Regions from separate parts of the Triticum aestivum genome. Here region 1 is linked to region 2. The links are chromatin contacts, called in public Hi-C maps. All regions are on one chromosome and are shown on one strand. The core of a region is the stretch at or near the end of the contact, and the rest is flanking DNA. Distances in the headings are between cores, read along the strand shown.

Region 1 (2,700 bases), core at 8-2,507, 270 kb after region 2:
AGAGAAGGGCCAACGCGGCCATGGAAGTGGGCAGCAAGAGAGATCCCGGCCATGGGAGTGGGCAGCAGAGGAAAGAGGGGATCTGCAGATTGCGAGTCGAAGACGACGATGCGGTAGACAAATGAGTGGTCGTGGGCTTTTGCGTGGGATAAGGCAGGTCGTGGAGCGGCGCGTGGGGCCGAGCGAGGGGACGCGTGTCGATCGCTGGAGGAGGCTTGCGTTTTGTTCTTTTCATCCGGCTTAAAACAACGGAAAAACTAACGCCCACACGTGTGGGCGTTTGCACATCGCCCACACGCCTCCATCATCACTCATTTTGCCTCGTATGAACGGATGACATCAGCAAAAATCTTTTTGATTTTTGGCTTAAAAATATTTTATCTCCTAATTAAAAATCAAATTAAAAATCCGTTTTCACCATTAAATCCGTCTCGACGAGATCTTCAAAACTAGATCTCATGTTGATATGTTTCGACGAAATTTTTTTTGCCCAAAAGTTGCCATAATGTTTACACTGTAGTTGTCATAGTGCTTAAACTAAAGTTGCCATGTGGCAATTTTAGTTTGTAGAGCATGTCAATTTTAATTTTTTGATGATGACAATTCCAGTACTTTGACCATAAAAATATTTTTTTATGAACCATGACAATTTTAAGTGCATGTATGATGGCAATTTTGTTTATGGTGCATGGCAAGTCTAGTTTCTTAATTCTCCGTTTTATAATATGTCAAAATTTACTTTTCAATGTAGAAGAAAATAGTTGAAACATATCATGGCAACTTCAGTGTAAACATCATGACAATTCATGTGCAATAGACATGGCAACTTTTAATAAAAATAAAATTCATCGAAATATATTGATATGACATCTAGTTTCGAAGATCTCGTCGCGGGGGATTTAATGGTGAAAACAGATATTCAATCGGATTTTTCATTTAAGAGATAAAACATTTTGTAAACTGAAAATCAAAAAAGATTTCCACATGAATGCATGCGGTGATATGGCATAGTCTATGTGTTATAGGACGTGTGGACGGATTTGACTCCCAGCACACGATATGGGCGTTAGCGTTGTCCTAAAGAACCTTGCTATGTGTACGACGAGTTTTCTGCCCAACACTGTATGATTAGAGATAATTATAAATAATTCAGTTTGTGGGCCATAGCATCTACAGATGATTTGCTTTTTGGTCATACCGTTCGGACGAGAAAAGCATCGTATGCAAAGCAGTTTCATGTCATAAAACAAACGTTTTCCCTCTATTTAATCGCAACCGCGGCCGTGAGTCGGCAACATCTACTGGCTACTCGATTCGTCGCGCGGGTGGAGGTAGCTCACTCATGGCCAGGGCCAGGACCGCGATGGGTCGATGCCTTCGCCGCCGCCGGCCGCAGGCGTCCTGCCGCGACGACCGGATCAGCGCCCTCCCCGACGATCTCCTTCTTTCGGTCCTGCGCCGCCTCGACATCCGGACGGCGCTCGGCACCGCCGCCCTCTCCAGGCGCTGGGCCCGCCTCAACCGTGAGCTCCCTGTCCTCAGCTTCAGCGTCGACGGCATGCTCCCGCCGCGCTACCACCTATGGGTCCAGCTCTGCCGCAACATTGGGGGAGCTATTTTTTTCCAGTACGAAAGGCACGCAATGACACGGGAGCTCATGCCCAACATCACAAGGTACGAGCACCGCGCCATGCGCGCCATGACCAGGTCCGTCGAGAGCTTCTTGGGCACCGTCGCTCGCCGGAGGAGGGTCAGCAGGCTCAGGGTGGAGTTCTTCGTCACCCACAACACCGGCTGCCTGAACCAGCTCATCGCGGAGGCCGTCGACGCTTGGGGGGTGGACGACCTCGAAGCTGTTGCCAAGCCAATCTACAATCAACCAGGAGCAGTCCACAGCTTTGGGGGCCATGGCCTGTGCAAGGAGCACGGCGCGGCACGCCTGCAAAGCCTCAAGCTTGGAGGCTGCGTGCTCCCGCCGCTGCACGAGTACGGCGCGCTCACCATGCTCGTCCTGCAGGACATACCGGATTCGGCGCCCGAGGCGACCTACGAGGGCGTCTTCACCTCGTGCCTGCAGCTGCAGGTCCTGCACCTCATCTCCTGCAGGTGCAGCGGGAGCAGGGGCGTTGTCGTGGACGCCCCCATGTCGAAGATCAGGGAGCTCGTTGTGGACAGGTGCAGGTTCAGACGGATGCGCCTGAGGGCTCTTCCTAGCCTCGAGAGCCTTGCCTCCGAGGGGATCATAGTGCACTTGGAGGAGTCCACCTCGTTTCCCCGCCTCGGGAAATATAACCTCACCTTGTGCCTCGGGATGACACTGCAAAGGTTTCGCCAAGCTCTATCGCAGCACCTGAAGATAGAGCCTGAAACGTTCCTTCGACGCATGCCGGGCATCAGGCTCACTGGGCCTGACAGATGGATCGTGCCGTCGAGCCCCCCATCGCCGCCATTGTTGCCGAACCTGAGGAGGCTGCTGGTCGCCGACGTGCCTTCATCCTGGGATGTCTCGTGGCCCCGTCTCCTCCTCGAGGCGGCGCCTTCCCTGGAGACCCTCCACATCCACATCGCAGCTTGCCTAGAAGAGAAGCCCGGTGATGAGATACCCTGGCGACCCACCATGCTCCGGCACCATCACCTGGAGGAGTTTGTGATGGTTGGTTATGAGGGAACAAAGAGGCAGGCCTAGTTCGTCAAGTTTCT
Region 2 (2,789 bases), core at 187-2,686:
AGAGGGCACTATAATGACCCCAAAAAAATGATGCCAAACATGCGAACCTGGACAGAAGAATTGTGCGTGAAAAGTTTGACGGCTAAACAATTAAACAAAGGAAAGTTTAGACAATTATGCATGGAAAGTTTCCCTAATATGTGTTATAACGCTCTCTCATATTATTAATTAATGTACAGTGCTACATCACACTTCTACTTAGATGACAATGCATGGCACTTTTAGGCTCTTTCTAGTCATTTTAGTGTGTACATATGGTAAGAATACCATATAGGCTAAAAATGACATGGCAAAATAATTAAACAGGAGAGAGAGCACTATGATTACCCAGAAACAAATGATGCCAAACATGCTAACCTAGACAAAACAATTATGCACGAAAAGTTTGACCGCTAAACAATTAAACAAAGAAAGATTACAAAAATTACAATAATGGGTTATAAGCCTACTTACATGGCATTTTTGCCTATTCAAAGAAGAGAGGCAGTCAAAAAGAGGAAGTGAGCTCTTATACAATAGTCAATCTCTCTACACATGCTCCTAGGTAAGATGAGTTTAGCAAAACAGGAAAGAAAGTGGAAAATGTTCACTAATCGTAATAGACATATGAGTGAATAATATTGCTAGATCTTGATGTCATGTCAGTATTATACAGCCAGCGGCCGGCTCCAGGTGCTGACTATATTATTAATAATTGCTCTTAGAAGCTAAGCCTTTTTATGTTAGCACCTTACCTAAGCACTTTTCATAATTACATTGCATCGAAATAGGAATGACACCTCCACCGCGGGAGGTCCAGCCTGTAGCGGCAAAGAGTTAGGCACGAACGTGGTGTACCCATAGCTTAGCAGCGTGCCGCGTACCAGGGCACGGACCTGCCGCGGGAGCAGTGAACCGAATCACTTGTGACGCTGCACCCCATCCCCATCCCTTTCTCTCTCCTCCTTTTTCTTCCCACCCATCTCTCTCCATCGGTCGCTGTCACACACACTCTCTCTCGCGCGCGCAGAGCAGAGTATAGGCAGCAGGAGGAGAGAGCACGACGTGACAGGGCCGGACGTACACACCCGCGGAGTGACGGGACTGCCCCTGGGCCAACGAACTGCAAGGAGCGCAGGGGCAGAACCGTCCGCTCGCCCTGGGTGGGGCCGAGGAACGTGGGCCGAGAACGACGACGTCCTTTGCGTGGGGACCAACCACCACTCGCCCGGCCCGTCTCGTGCCCAGCGCCGCAGTCTCTCGCGATTTATCTCGTGTGGATTGTTTCGTGTCGGCAAGGCCAGAGGGCGTGGAGACTGGGAAGCGTGTCGTGGAGGGGGGGGGGGGGGGGGGGGGCGCGATATGTCGGGGAGTGAGTTGCTGCGTGGGGTGCTGCGAAAGGAGGGGTCTTTTTAAAGCCTGGAGCTGTACGCTTCTTTGCTGTCGCTGCAGGGAGAGGGAAGCTGTGGTTGAGAGAGCGTGGTATGGTATCCAGCTGCTAGTATAGGTAGATGGTGTCAAAAAGTTTCTGCCCTCCGTTGGCATCACCTGGACACCGCTCCCTCTCTAGCCGTTGGAGTGGCCGGCATAGCCCACACATCATGTTGTATACAGTTTTGTTTTCTTTTGTCGGAAGCATTTTTAGTAGTCTATACTACTATTAAACAAGCAAACATTTTCTTCTCTAAACACCCCCAGCTAATGTACACACAACAAATCAAAGCAATTATAGCCTCACGATCAGACTCACTTATTTAGATCTAACTGTTAACATAACAACTAACCTCGTCAACAGTACGTTTAGCAATTTTGAGGTGCGGACGAAAACTCTGCCATGAGCGAGCGGACGTTAAAAAAAAGGCTCGCTGGGCAACCACGTAATCCCACCCTCAATTAACGCTAACTTCCTATCTAATCTCACCCGAGCGAGCGGGACGGGGGGCATGCCCGGCGGGTAGTCCGCCTCAGAAGTCCACGCCACAGGGAGCGCAGGATAACCACAGTCGCCGTTGCCATGGCTGGCAAGAGCATCGAGGCTGCTTCCTCTCCGTTCAGGACGCTGGTCTGGCGTCGGGCCGGAACAAGGTGTCGTTCTTTCTGTGCCGCGCGCCGTCCGTTCTTGGCGCGAGAGGGCTACGCCGCCGTCGCAGTTGGCCGTGTTGACGGAGACAACGAGGGCGCCGCCAAGTCCATGCGCCGCCTCGGCCCCAGTAGCTTGGAGTCTAAAGGGATCGTGCCGTTCCATGGTGCAGACCCTGCGCCGTCGTCCTTGGCCGCGCGGGGCTGCAGATCGCACCGACGGCCAGAGGCGACCACCCGTGCGGCTGCGTTCAAAGGCGCTGTGCACAGGGAGATGGCCAGCCTCCCAGAGAGGAAGACACCGATCAGAATCGACATGATTTTCTTACCATGGTGTAATCTTGAGCACGCAAAGGCGCTGTGCACAGGAGATGGCTGGCCTCCCGGAGAGGATGACACTGGTAAGAATCGACATGATTTTCTTATACCTTATTCAAACCAAGACTCTTGTGCATCGATATTGCTTGATGGATTCATATCTTGTGTATTCATACCTAGACTGTACGTTCAGAACCTACAGTTGTTTGTTGAATCTTTTGACTCAGACATCAATAATGCTTGTTTGCCACACCAACGTGAGTTCCCGGATGACACCGAGTAGGATGCATAATTTCCATTGGTTTCATTGTGTTCTTTCCAAAGAAATCTGAACATTTTTAGCTGGTTCCTAACTTTCACGACATCCTTTTGTAAGGTACTGAACTACTTGCCATTAGCTGTTGGTGATGTGG

Evidence for each region. Hi-C and Micro-C count contacts between places; a contact is called where the count stands out from the background.
Region 1: a Hi-C map of leaf shows a contact between it and region 2, with 7 times the contacts expected there. The contact joins the promoter of LOC123166724 here to the promoter of LOC123164999 in region 2. A contact is called at or near these places in 3 of 5 Hi-C or Micro-C datasets (all in leaf).

What each region holds. Positions count from the first base shown.
Region 1 is chr7D:366,611,191-366,613,890 of IWGSC CS RefSeq v2.1, forward strand. LOC123166724 reads left to right here and starts at 1,258. Exons shown (of 1, transcript XM_044584515.1): 1 at 1,258-2,700. The coding sequence starts at 1,343. The coding sequence ends at 2,686.
Region 2 is chr7D:366,336,607-366,339,395 of IWGSC CS RefSeq v2.1, forward strand. It overlaps LOC123164999, which reads left to right and starts at 1,437. Exons shown (of 3, transcript XR_006482736.1): 1 at 1,437-2,459.